Regions from separate parts of the Mus musculus genome. Here all the other regions are linked to region 3. Evidence: chromatin contacts called from public Hi-C data. All regions are on one chromosome and are shown on one strand. The core of a region is the stretch at or near the end of the contact, and the rest is flanking DNA. Distances in the headings are between cores, read along the strand shown.

What was found. Hi-C and Micro-C count contacts between places; a contact is called where the count stands out from the background.
Region 1: a Hi-C map of cerebellum shows a contact between it and region 3, with 2.0 times the contacts expected there. The contact joins the enhancer-like site here to the promoter of Nectin3 in region 3. A contact is called at or near these places in 3 of 39 promoter capture datasets (embryonic stem cells and liver), 7 of 484 Hi-C or Micro-C datasets (adipose-derived mesenchymal stem cells, cerebellar granule neurons, cerebellum and 2 more), 4 of 115 datasets of contacts at active chromatin or transcription factors (all in embryonic stem cells) and 3 of 9 other capture datasets (adipose tissue, embryonic stem cells and pancreatic islet).
Region 2: a contact with region 3 is called in a Hi-C map of epidermal suprabasal cells, with 3 times the contacts expected there. The contact joins the enhancer-like site here to the promoter of Nectin3 in region 3. A contact is called at or near these places in 4 of 39 promoter capture datasets (cranial neural crest, liver and maxillary cranial neural crest), 20 of 484 Hi-C or Micro-C datasets (adipose-derived mesenchymal stem cells, embryonic stem cells, epidermal suprabasal cells and 6 more), 3 of 115 datasets of contacts at active chromatin or transcription factors (embryonic stem cells, hepatocytes and kidney) and 3 of 9 other capture datasets (adipose tissue, liver and pancreatic islet).

Annotation. Positions count from the first base shown.
Region 1 is chr16:46,565,112-46,569,483 of GRCm38.p6, reverse strand. No RefSeq gene overlaps it. Among named protein-coding and RNA genes, the nearest start is that of Nectin3, 70 kb to the right of the region's middle. Within about 2 kb of position 1,798, at least 6 of the 459 cell types and tissues checked have an H3K27ac peak or open chromatin away from gene starts, as enhancers often do. A contact at or near this core is called in cerebellum, where this site is marked.
Region 2 is chr16:46,614,387-46,619,396 of GRCm38.p6, reverse strand. No RefSeq gene overlaps it. Among named protein-coding and RNA genes, the nearest start is that of Nectin3, 120 kb to the right of the region's middle. Within about 2 kb of position 1,671, at least 13 of the 459 cell types and tissues checked have an H3K27ac peak or open chromatin away from gene starts, as enhancers often do. A contact at or near this core is called in adipose-derived mesenchymal stem cells and epidermal suprabasal cells, where this site is marked.
Region 3 is chr16:46,495,599-46,500,188 of GRCm38.p6, reverse strand. It overlaps Nectin3 (nectin cell adhesion molecule 3), which reads left to right and starts at 3,222. Exons shown (of 6, transcript NM_021495.4): 1 at 3,222-3,574. The coding sequence starts at 3,415.

The DNA.
Region 1 (4,372 bases), core at 549-3,048, 71 kb before region 3:
AAAAAGCAGAGTACATAAACTTTTTCAAATATTAAGCTACTTTAAAATTTTTAAAAAGACTAACTTTAAAAGATAAAAATTTAATGTTTTATTTTTCCTGTTGTTCACTTTTATACTGTTAATAGACAATATTAATCTGATTGAAATCGTGTAACAAGTACATTGTAGCACTGTTTAAATGGGCCAACCACATGTGAAATATACATTTTTCATCAATACTATTTTCAAAAACTTTTAAAGAATGTTTTATAATGTCAGTTTTCTAAAGGGTTTTCTAAAGTCCTTATTTAGTACACCAATGTAAAGTAGAGCCCAATTGGGTAGTTAGCTAGCTAGCTAGTTTTTCAAGACAGGGTTTCTCTGTATAGCCCTAGCTGTCCTGGAACTCACTCTGTAGACCATGCTGGCCTTGAACTGCCTGACTCTGCCTCCCAAGTTCTGTGATTAAAGGCCTGCACAACCACTGCCCAACAGGAAATTGAATCTTAACAAAGCAAAATTCACTTAGGTATTAGTTTGGGTGAAAGCCTTTAATGTCTGCCTTATAAAAAACTGTAACTTTAAGATGATTCTGGTACTTGTGTATTTGTGACTAAATTTAGAACTTTATCTAAACCTCATTCATACACTTGAAAAGTTAAAGACATGTATATTTAAAATAGAAAAAAAAGTGATCAATAAGTAATCTCTCACATGTACTATTGAATCTGGATTTTAAATCAATAAATTGGCAAAATAATTGAATAATTGACAACTTTACTATTTTTCAATTGCTGCAACTCAGGTGAAAGGCCTACTGTCTAGGCAGACCTACCTCTTTTTGTGTGTGTGTGTGTGTGATTTGTTTTTTTTTTAATTTTTTATTAGATATTTTCTTCATTTACATTTCAAATGCTATCCCAAAAGACCCCTATACCCTCCCCCTGCCCTGCCTCCCTACCCACTCACTCCTACTTCTTGGCCCTGGCATTCCCCTGTACTGAGGCATATAAAGTTTGCTACCAAGGGGCTTCTCTTTCCAATGATGGCTGACTAGGCCATCTTCTGCTAAATATATAGCTATAGACATGAGCTTTGGGGGTACTGATTAGTTCATATTGTTGTTCCACCTATAGGGTTGCAGACCCCTTCAGCTCCTTGGGTACTCTATCTAGCTCCTCCACTGGGGTCCCTGTGTTCCATCCAATAGACGACTGTAAGCATCAGACCTGCCCTTCAAAACTCTCTTCTATGTCTATCTGCCTCAGCTACGTGAGTATTTTGCTATTGTTCCTATGAGAAGTAGTTGTGCATCAGAGAAGATGTCTATTTGTGGCCACTAATAGTTCACTAAATATGAACGAGGTAAAAAACAACTATGTCTGCCAGTGCTTATTTTTCAAAATAATTTTCCTTGAAGTGCTGGCTCTTGTTATTTGTGGTTTGCAGTCCTCTTGAAAACTTGGTCACTGTTGCCTTTTGACCTTGTGTACAAGTTCCAAATGTTGATATACTTTAAATTTTTAAAATGACTAACTTGAAAAGATAAAATTTAATGTTTTTGTTTTGTTTTGTGGGGTTTTTTTTTTTTTTTTTTTGGTTTGGTTGGTTTTTTTTGTTGCTGTTCTTCTTGTTTGGTTTTTGATTTTGTTTTGTTTTGTTTTGTTAGCAAAGAATCTAAGCAGTACTGTGTGAGGTGTCTGTCCCATGGTACAAACAGACACTCAAGCAAAAAGCTCAAGAAGCACTGCAGACAGGCACAGCCAGGAGCTGCTCATTCTGTCTTGTGGTAGCTTGAGTTTGCTCATGAAGGTTTCTATTGGCACTAATTCCTTGACATCTGCCACCTATTCTGCCACCCTCCCAGAGCACACAGACATTCTTGGTAGGAGATCAGAAAACCGGAATAGATGTCCCCACTTCAAGGAACAGTTGGAATCAAACCAGACAGTTAATCAGCAGTGGCTTCAGAAAATATTGTTACAAGGCAAGAAAAGACATTGTCAGGAGAAAATGGACTCACAATAAACACCCAGCACTGTAGAGGCCTGACAGGAGGATCCTGAGTTCAGAAACTGCCTGGAGTGCACAAAGTCAGTTGGGACAGGCCTTTTGCAAGTAACCAAAGCAAAGAGGTCATCAGAAAATGTTTCTTGTGCATTAGCTAACACGGAGTATCTTGCAATGTTGAATACTAATTGTATTTTGTTTATGGCATTTGTCTTAGGCACAGGGACATTTGAGGAAATTCACAACAACTCTAATGCATCATCCGACACAGTCCAAGACAGAAAATACAGAGAAATGGGATGTGAGTGTATGAGTATACATGCTTACGTGCACTCTCATGTATTTATCCCAGCTTTTACTTCAATTATATTTCTTATATAAAACTATAAAGCTGCTACAGACAAAGAGAGACACAAGGGAATAGTTGTACCCTCATTTCTGCTAAACTATAAATAAGCCACTGCCCTCTATGAATTTGTTTCCTATCTCTGAGAAGATGCATGATTGTGAATCTAAGGGCCACTCCGATAATAATATGTTTGCTTTCTAAAGCGCTAATGACAACAGGCCTTCAGCTCTAACACTACTCCTCCTATATTCTGACTCTTGTCTTCCTGTTAGTATATGTAAATAGTCAAGCTTTCATCTTTTACAATCTTGGGAAGACTTTTACACTTTTCACAAGAAATCTCACAGTCCCTAGAGCCAAAGATCCTGTGGTCATTTCTTATTCTACTTCATGACAACACTAATGGCCCCAAACCATCTATTAAACATCCATGTTTTTAAATATCTTTGACATCTCCTGATCTTTCCCCTATGGTGTTTTGGTGCCCCTTGGAATTTTCTCACTGAAAAAGCTTTTCCTCACAACGTTCAGCTTCATAACATACTGATGTATGATCCACCATCAGCATCCTTCACATTTGTTTTACAAAATCCCTAGCTGCTGCTTTTCCAGGAAGGTTCCTGTTATGATAAATTATTCACCACTCAGCCTTGTCCTCTATTTTGTGATCATGGCTGCTCTTCCGAATCACAGGATGTGTTAATAGCATAACAAAGTCTGGCTCCACCCAACACCAAATGAATCACCAAGGCCACAATATCATGTTTTAAATGCTCTCCAGGTGGTTTGCTAGGCTTTAAGTTCTTGAACATTAATGTGTGTAGGAGCCACCTGAGGATCTTGCTAAAATATACTTTTTGATATAGCACTAATGTGGATTCTCAAGACTCCCCATCTCTAACAGGCACCCAGGAACACACTGGCTCTGGGCCAATGACTTTAAGCTGGCTCTTCAATGAGTCACCAGAGGAAATTTACAAATCCCTGCCGCATGCTTCCCAGTACCAGACTCTTTTTAAGTTCCTTGGTTGTTTCTAAATCTCTATCTTAGACCATGAGTATAGGAATGAAGGGAAATCGTATCTGTCATCTTTTCCATTTCCAGACCTAAAGCAATCTCCAACGCATATCTTTCATAAAAAAACTTTTATTTTAAATGATATTTTCCATGCTAGTTATAGAATATTTATGCATATCTAAAACAACTGTTTAGTAAATAAATGTTAATTGGTGGATAATACTTCTGCTCCCATACAGGAAGATCATTTCTTTAAGTATTAACTCTGGCAGGTACTCTAGGTGAGCTTCTTTACCTAGCAGCTGCCATAATATCTTAATAGAAATATCAAGAGATTGTTCCATAAACAGCACAATGGCATGATCTCCTTACAAAATGAATATATAAACAGAGGGGATGTGCTCAATAAAAACTTTCAAGAGGAGTTCCATGTCTGTATCAAAGAACCCTAAGAATGTTTGAAAAGGCCTTAAGAAATCATTACTTATTTTTACCAAAAATTGCAATACACACACACACACACACACATTAAATGAAGTGTTGCAACTTGGGCTGACAATGCTCCCCTCAACTCCAGTGTCAGGCATGAGAAACATCCTTTTTAGTTATTGATGGCACAAGAACATCCTTCCAAGAGACTCTAAAATAGGGGGCTATTGAAATTGTCCTTGATTATCTACCAGAAATAGAAAGGACACTTAGGACAAAGCACTCAGAATATTTGAGCAGGATTTGACCTAAAAGCCTCCTTCCTTATGACTAGCTTCCAAAGTATCAGAAAATACTATTCAAGCTGACAAAGGGGATGGAGGAGGGAATCAATGATCTTAGTCAGCTGTGATGCTTATGAATTAAAACAATGACCAACATGGCAAGATGTCCCTAAAGGTGCAATCCTGGCACCCACAGTTGGTAGTAACCAACAGCTGTACTACCTTTTAAATCTTTTCATAAAGATAAGCAGTGTGAACTTTGAAGCTAAATGTTTAATTCATTTTCCCTGTCTTCAAAATTAT
Region 2 (5,010 bases), core at 422-2,921, 120 kb before region 3:
TGTTCCATCCCTAACTGTCACCTGCCTTAGGAACTTATAAGAAGACAAGGTTAGAGGCTGATATTCTTTTTTTTTTTTTTTTTTTTTTTTTTGGTTTAGGCAACTTTTTTTTTATTACACATTTTCCTCAATTACATTTCCAATGCTATCCCAAAAGTCCCCCATACCCTCCCCCCCCACTTCCCTACCCACTCATTCCCATTTTTTTTTGGCCCTGGCGTTCCCCTGTACTGGGGCATATACAGTTTGTGTGTCCAATGGGCCTCTCTTTCCAGTGATGGCCAACTAGACCATCTTTTGATACATATGCAGCTAGAGTCAAGAGCTCCGGGGTACTGGTTAGTTCATAATTCATTATTTACATTTTAAATGTTGTCCCCTTTCCTAGTTTCCTTTCTGAAAACCCTCTATTCCTTCCCCCTAGATATTCTTAACATGAAGATAACGTACCGTCTCTGGAACTGACAGAAGGTCTTTGTCTCAGGGCGAATTCTCTACACCATCCTTCTCCTGGTTCCAATCTCAGAATGCCTGAGAAGGTCTCATAGCATTTAAAGGGTCATGGTGTAGTTTTGCCTTTCTGAATAATATGTTTGAGTGCTACATCTTTATTAAGGTCTCACTTTTTCTAAACTTCCATCATCACATTTTAAAACCTCACCTTCATCAACTGAAAATCCAAAGTGATGAAAACAGATTTGAGCTTTTTACTGAGTCTAATGAAAGATTAACAACAACAAAAAAAACAACAACAAAAACAACAACAACAAAAATAAGACAAACAAACAACAAAAACCAAACCACTCAGTGGGTGATTAAGTCTGAAATTACTTTTTGCTGATTTTTTTCAAGAATTCAATTTAAAAAAATCTTACTGGCTGGAATTCAGAAAGCATTAAGTTTTACAATGTTACATATTTGGTTTTAAACTAGTTTAGATTCATTTACTGGATTTACTAACCCAAATACTTCAAGCAGAGTTTCTTTATAATAGAATTTAGAATAGCCATTTATATTGGAGGCAAGTTTCTATTGGTTATTGGCTCACTTCACTGTGGTAAATAATGTTGTGGGCGGGGGGGGGGGGGACGACAACCCTCCCAAATTACAGTTGTATTAATACATTCACTACAGTTTCTTCTTAAATATTTTAGAGAATCGAGCCATACTGGCTACTCTTTGTCTTCCTCTCAAACAATCAGGGTCCCTAGACAAAGCAGCCAACATCATTCAGAGAGGCCGAATCAGCTAATCCTGTCAGAGTTCCTAGCTTCAATGTCCACATCCTATGCTCTCATCACAAGCTCTCTAATGACAGCCTTAGAACATTCCAGAAAATTTTAGCACTTCCTTTTTAAACTATAAATTGCATACAACTCTTTCTGAATTCTTAGTCTATAATTTCTCATAAAATTCTCTGAGATCCTCTAGTGAAGATAAATGGCAAGAATTATTGGACTTTAAACTGTGATCCTTCACTGTTATACGCACTGGATCATAATTCTATGGCTTTGCTTCCCTCGTAAAACCAAACCACAAAGCCATTCTTTTCATTTCAAGCTTAACAGCACACAGACCCATGGGTGAAGCAATATAAACACTCTTGAGTAACTTCTCAAAACCAAATCTCCTCCGTAAAAACAGACATGAAACTCAGCGATGCGTAATCTCTCCCTGAACCTGTGAAGCTGTGGTTCTCAGGCCACCCACGTAGACTGGCGAGAATGATGTTGACATGTTCAGCTGAGACAGACACGGGAACTATCTGTAATTACTGATTCCGGTTTATTCAGGCTCCATCATTGTGTTGCTTTAAGCAAGTCAGCAAAACAGGTGATAATTTTGCTGGTGTGTAGAGAACCTCATATATAGAGAAACTTTCTTTTTAAAAAAAAATGTAGTTTAAATGTTTCATTTAAACCATTGATTTCTAACAGGAGCCACTGCTCAATGCATCTCTCTCTTTAATTGAACATTATTCACAGCAATATATATGGGCAAATACATGAAAAGAAACTGCATGTAAAGCAAGTGCTAGCAATGTTCATGTAAGTGTTTATACAGTCTCTGTCTTTGACAGAAAAAAAAACTGGAAATGGACAGATGCCCATTGTATGGATACCATACAAGAGTCTTCTAAGAGAATAATAAATAGGAGTCAAGTGTATAATATATCTATCTACAACACTATGGACTTACTTTATATTTTCAAGACTCTATGTTAGGCTCTTTCTTTTTCCCTTTATTTCTCTTTTTAAAACTTTCATGTACATGTACAATATAACTGAATCCTATTTATGCCTACTCCCTCTATCCAGCTGCTCCACAGTATTATCTCCAACTTCACATCATATTTCTTCTCTTCTCTCTCTCTCTCTCTCTCTCTCTCTCTCTCTCTCTCTCTCTCTCTCTCTCCCTCCCTCTCTCCCTCTCTCCCTCTCTCCCCCTCTCCCCCTCTCCCCTTCTCCCTCTCCCTCACCTTCTCCCTCTCCCTCTCCCTCTCCCCCCACTCTCTCTCACACACACACACCACATCCCATTATGTCCATTAGTGTTCTGTCCACATGCTCATTTGTATGAGGTCACTCATCAGTACATGAACAACCTACTAATGACTACTCCCTCCCCCCCTGCCAACACACACACAATAAAAGAAAAATGGCTCTCCTTCTTTTGGCAGCCATTAACTATTATTAGTTCTTTAGCTAGGAGTGAAGAATTGGGAAGCTTTCTGAGTTCATATAGAATTTTAACTCTCTTGATCTTGTAGAGGTCTTATGCAAGTTAAGCACTGCTGCTTTGAGTTCATGCATGCAAAAGCTGTACCACATCCAGAGGCCAGCCTTCACTATATCCCTCCCTGTCCTCTGCCTCTTATACTCATACTTATAGCCTTCTCTTTTCCCATGTTTCCCGACCCAGCATTTGGAAGGGAAGGGTAATATAGATGTGTTTAATGCAAACAATAATACCACCCCCCCGAAGAATGAAGAAATACTGTGTTTAAAAATCAATTGCAAATGGTAACTATAAAGTGCTACTGCAACTAGCTATTTCTCTTCTGTGATCTCTATGATTTCACTACTGTAGAAGAATAAGGCTGAGATATCACAGTAAAGGAGACAATATATCCTGAAGCACACAGATTTGGAGTCGTATTGTAGAGCTCTACATGCCTCACCAGTAACTGCATTCTATGTGATTCAGGTTCATTACCCCCCTTTAAACCTTATGATTCTCACATGGGAATTGGGCACAAGTAGAAGGCACTCATGAACACATACATGGATCAACTCAAGCACTTGATGTACTGTTCTACATAGCGGGGTAAGTGCTTAAGTCTGTGATAGCTATTACATCATCAGCTCCAGAAAGGACTCCCCACAGGCTCTGATCTTTCCAGTCTTAGATCTGACATTCTCTCCTCAAGCAAATCACAGAAACTACATGTGTTCATTGCAACATACGTCATAAAAAACAAAACATCCCTTCCCTTTAAGTGAAAGATAAATACTTCCTTTTAAGTAAATCCTAAAACTTTTGTTCCAGTTTTCCTCACATTTCTGTATAAGCATTGTTCATAAGGAGATCCTATGACCTGTCTGCTCTGATTCCCATAAGTTCCATACTTGGTCTTCTCTGTCCTTACCTATCCCTCATGCTTCCAATGAAACACACACACACACACACACACACACACACACACACACACATTTCTTTCTCTCTGTTCTTGAACCCTATTTTTATCTAGATTTAGACTGAAAGCAGTAAACAAGCACAATATTTAGGTCATGCATTTTTATCTTGGACATCAAGACACAAATAGACACAGTTCACAAATAGGAACTGTTTGGGTAGAATACAGTACCCCTTGAAGCTCCTACTGGAATTTTTCTGACTTTTCAAGAAAGTGACACAATCCACACAGAGTAATAAAAATACTGTGAGAACAATTCTTCAAATGAAACTCAACCTAATTAGAGGAAAAATGACTAAGCAGTGATTTTGGGTGCAACTGTGTTGAATGACATATTTTACATCAGTTGAATGTGTTAAACTAAGCAATTGCTTATAGAGGTCATAATGCAAGAACCTGAAACCTCAAAGTAGACTTCTCTTGTAGAGAGGACCGGCCAGCTCCAAGTGCTGGGACAGTGTCCAGATTGGCAGACAGACCAAAGTATCTGAAGAATATGGCAGGGCATAAGAGTTTATGATTGAGCCAGGAAATTGGCATCAAGAGGAAAGCATGAAATAGAGGAAGTTCACTTAGTATGAGATAACAGAGGGCTGCCAAGGAAGTCAGAAAGAAGAGAGTACCCAGATTCTCAAATATGCCATCAAAAACATAAGCCATGCTGGTGAAGTCTCCAGTGGTGCACAGACTGGGGTATGGTACCTAAGAGGGAGGAGCAATGTCCAGTACAGATCTCAAGTGCTGAGTCGGGAAATGAAGCTGAGGTTTTAAGACCTGGAGCACTTGGGAGATGCTGAACCCAAGGATGAAGACATGTGTATTTCTACCCATGATGAGGTCAAACAAGCTAGACCAACAGTGTCATCATGACCCTGAAACTTGAAAAATGGGTAGAAGCAACTCTTATTTCATCAAGTCCCATAATTATCATTACAATAAAACCCAGAAAGTTCTGTAGATGTGTTGTGTTTCTTAATATTTATTTCCCACCACCTCTCTCTCCCCCACTGTGTGTGTATACGTGTGCATGTGTGCGTGTGTGTGTGTGTGCACCATAACAAACCCTTTGCTATCTAGTCTAGAAACTAATAAGCTTAAACTAAAAAGAAATCAGACCACTTCTATTTTCCCCATATTTTCATTAGTATGTAACCTTAACCTATGAGAAATTACATTTCTGAATTCCTTCTAGTTTCTGAAATATAGAGATTTTCACATTGTACTTTCTCCCTAAAGAGCATTACATTTTTTTCATTTGTTTATTTATTTATTATCCTGATTTCAGCCCCCCCCCCCTCATCACAAACCTACCC
Region 3 (4,590 bases), core at 1,973-4,472:
CACAACTCTTTCTCAGAACCCTGGCGGCCTAAGTGGCTCACATCATCTATAGTTGTCTATATGGTACCAAAGTTCAAACGTTCTATGTTCACCTCATCCACTAGGGAAAAGGAATGCTTCTTTAATGTGGTTACTGATGGTAGGAACAATTGGTTTACATATATAGTGTCCAACCTGATGACAAAGGACTTGTTTTGTCGAGGATTTTACTAGTCTCAAACTTTTGAAACAACTTAAAATTCCCATCACTCTCCATAATTACTTCACTGTGAATAGAAAAATCTGTTTTTTAGTTAAGAGCTAATGAACTCTGATAATTGGCAAAAGGTCTTTAAAACTAAAAGTGGGATTGAGCCCCATTGATGCTTAACCTGAAATAATGAAACTCTTGTTGGCTTTAGGCTTGTGTCGCTCATTCTTGACATGTTTTTCCTAACATGCAATATATATTTCCATATGAAATGGGATCAAAAATTTTAATTGACTAGTTAAGAATTATTTCTTTAACCATATTAATGGGAATTTATCTGTAAAGTTAGACAACTGAAATTATGAAGCCCAATAGTGTTCTCATGTTAAAGGTTTAAAAGAAAATCAATAATTCTAGTCTTTGGGGAAAAAACAAGTTTTACTATGAAATGGAAAATCTTTTTATTGTGTGCCCAGTAATAATATCCATTAGGGGAAGTAGAGTAATCTCAGACTAGACATTTGGAAAGCAGAAAATCATATTGCCTAAGTAAAGTTTTTACTTAAAAAGAAATCCCGAGGGCTCAGTGTTGTCCACAGGAAGGCAAGAAGGAAATTCTGGCAGGAAAAAAAAAAAGCCAGGAAAAAAAAAAAAAAAAACAACTGTACATGTGCATATGGCAGACAGGGTTGGCAGAGCACTTAACCTCTGTGCCTAGGTTCCTCCAACTGTCAAGCAGGGATAATAGTAATTGCCACCTTCCCTGTGATACGAACATGTGCTTTGACATCTCTGGCTGAAGATGCCATATCAACACAAATTATTATTATTAGCACATAATGCGTGTATTCACATAAAAAACCAGCACATTGCTCTTTTATTCATCATATCATGTCTATAAGTAAGTTCTCCACGTTTTTGCTTCATTTATGTGAGGGAATAGAATTGCATTCTACTATCAACTGTTTTCATAGAGAGAGGATTGTTTAAAAGCTCCAGATCACCCTTTGGAGATAGCCTCAGCCTGTTAATTCCTTATTCTTCGAAGCAGACTGCACAGTAGCCCCCGAATTAAGCCTTTGGCACCTTTAAAAAATGTTAGCTAAATTATTTTTCCTGGAATCTGGAGCCATCAGGGGAAGACTGGGGAAATGAAATTGGCTAACGATATTAAAATTTTGGTTAACATTTAACTGAAACTCAGCAACGTGTTAAAGTGCTATCTAAACAGATAATTAGCTGGTGGTTGCAGCAGTGGGCTCTGTCTAAATTTAGCAGTGAAATTAGATTTAGGGAATGTGAAAAGAGGGGAAGAAGTGTTCTCAAGGGAAAGAGTGGTGTCAGCACAGCTGAGGGGATGTCACAATAGCTACAGTTTGTCAATTATGAGCATCATCCGGGGGATCTCCCCAGCAATGCAGGGCAAGGTTTATTCATAAGTGCATCGGGAGGATAGGTGGATAGGTGATAGAAGGCAGTGATTGCAGGAAGACTGGGGCGGGCAGATGGAGGGAGAAAGACGGAAGGGGTGGAAGTAATGAATACAAGTAGCCCCAGTGCTGGGAGCAAGATAAAAAAAGAAGAGAGACTGGATAGGATGCTACGGAGGTGAGTAAGACATCATAAATCAGTGTGTTAAGCCGAGGAGATCCCAGTGACTCAGTCTGGAGCACGACGTTGTCGTGGGCACCAGGCAAGCTTTACTTTAGTGGCCACAGGCTGCTCTCTGGGTGGCTGTTATTCTTATTGGAGCACATCTTTAGCTATCTGGTGGGGATGGTAGGACAACATAAAATTAATGGTGTCCGGCCTCCGGACGGTGTCCTCCGCTTCCACCGCCTCCGCAGATAGCCCAAACTGTTCATCCATCTCCTTCCCCCTACGGTAACTGGGGCTTCAAGGTCAAGTCACTCCGGCTGTGCGTGGCGGATAGAGGAGGAGGGAAGGGCAGACAAGCTTTGGGGGTTTGAGGGAGGGTTATGGTGAATCACAGATGCTCCTCTTAAGGGTAAATGTTTAATACTTCCCGAGGTCACTTTTCTGAGAATAACTCAAAGAGAGACACGCGAGAAAATAAAATTACAAGTGCGAACATGCGAACGATCAAAGAGAAAACAAGACCACACTCGAAGACCTCGCATGGGAGATCCATGGCCTCCTGTTGCCGGTCGCCCGGCGCAGAAAGTGGACAAACGGGCAGCCCAAGAGAAGCAAGAGCTAGAGAGCAAACCTTTCGGAGGGCCCCCTCCTGTCCTCCGGCAGCTCCGCTGACCCTTCCAACAAGCCTCCCTCCCGGTGTAAAAAGCAGGCTAAACGCCTGGGCCAACACCGGTCCCGGACAGAGGAGAACCGGGATGCTCCTGGGGAGGAGGGAGGAGTGGAGAATCTCCTTTCAGTCCCTACGCCTGGGTGAGGAGGGAGAAGGCTGGTCCAGCCCCGCGGTATCCAGCTTCCCAAATTAGGCAACCCCCCGCTCCGACCCGCGGAGAGCCGGTACCCTCATCTTGCCTTCCCCTCACCCCCCTGGTTATCCCTGGTCCCGCTAGGGGAACCTCGCCACTCTGGAGGAGAAAAAGGCAGGACTAGGAGTCCCGCAGCCCTCCGCCTCGGAGCGCCTCTGTGTGCCCCGGCGGCCCCAGCCCCGCGAGGGGCGGAGTGGGCGAGACCATCTCCAGCGCTGGCGAGGGGGGGAGACGAGGCGGGGCCAAGGGGCGGGGCCGCCTTGCCTGGTCCAGATTGCTTAGCCTCGGGAGAAGCCCGGTTTTCCAAGTGGATGAAGTTTTTTTTTTTTTTCTTTTGGAAGTGGGAGGAGCGTGTGGGGAGAGAGGGTGGGAGGAGACTCGGCGGGCGGCTCGGCCGGCGTCCAGGCAGCCCGGCGGCAGGGAGGGCGGGCTCGTCCCGGTAGTGAGGGTCGGCGGCTCCCCCTCCCGCAGGGCGGGGTGGTGCGTTCCGAGTTCCCAGGAGTTCGCGGCGGGCGGGGACCGCGGGGAGGGGAGTGGCGGCGGCGGGCGGCTCCCGCTTCAGCCTCGGCAGTGGCATCGGCGACGGCGGAGTCGAGGCAGCCGCGAGCGCTCGGCCGAGTGGCGGCGGGCGGCGACGGCGCAGGAGCCGGGGGTTGAGGACACGCGCGCTGGCCCTTCCGCGCCGCGGCCGCCGCCGCCGCCGCCACCCAGAGCCTGAGGCGCCGGGGCGCGGGCGAGCGGGTGGGCCGGGGCAAGGCGGGCATGGCGCGGACCCCGGGCCCGGCCCCGTTGTGTCCTGGAGGCGGCAAAGCACAACTTTCCTCGGCGTTTCCTCCCGCGGCCGGACTGCTGCTGCCGGCCCCGACGCCGCCGCCGCTGCTGCTGCTGCTTATTCCCCTGCTTCTCTTCTCCCGGCTCTGTGGTAGGTGAAGCGGGCGAGCGAGGGGTTGAGCAGGGCGGGCGCGGGCGGCGAGGCTAGCCGAGGCGGTTGTGCCGGGCGGTTGGCTGCGCGAGCGGCCGCCGCGGACTTTGCCTGGAAACTTTTCGCCGCGCCCCGGGCGAGGCCCGGGAAGGGCAGGGAGAGCGAACAGGGCGCCGACCGCTGGCTTCCCGCCCCCCGAGGCCGCGCGGGTCGTCGCGCTGGGCCCCCAGGGCTGGCGGTGGAGCTCGGTGCGCGGAGCCCCGCGTGCCCCGGGAACCGTTACTTCCGAGCTGATGCGCCGAAGCGGAGAGCGCGGACTTCTAGGCTGAGGTTAGGATGCCTGAGTGCATGTTGCCGCCTCCTCCTTTCTCTCCGATGAAACTTGAGCTGCAAGTCCGGAAACCCTGTGGACACTAGCCCAGCGCACTGTAGCCTTCGGGTCCACGCCTCCTGGCCTCCGGGAGAAGGCACCATCTTAAAAACCCACTCTGCGCCTGCATCCCCCTTCCAGCACGATTTGTGCCCTGGTAACCTTTGGATCTTTGGGTTGATCCCAGATGGTACCCTCACGCCGCCTTCCAGTTTTTGGACGTCCTTCACGCAGCCCCTGGTTATTTTAGAAGAAAACCTTGTTCTCGGGGACGCAAGATTTACCTTTTGAATACATATTGCACCTACTGTTCCCTGGCTGTTAAAACAAGTAGCCCCGGGTTTCTCCAGTGTGCCTCTTTTATTCCAGATTTAGGAGCTAATCTCTTTGTAAGTTCCGTTCCCGGAATCTGAGACTAGTTTTAGAGACCTACTTTTTTTTTTTAAGGAAGATGAAAATGAAATGATATATTTACTTTTCATGCTAGAGAAGTGGACGTGGTAATCAGTGGACAGCATTGATTTGGTGAAATAAAGCTACCAGTCAGTCTTAGGCTATTGAATGTCTGGGTAATATCAAAATGCCGCAAGGTGTTGTTCATTTAAGGATTGCTGACGGGAAAGATGGAGGAATACAACTTAGATTT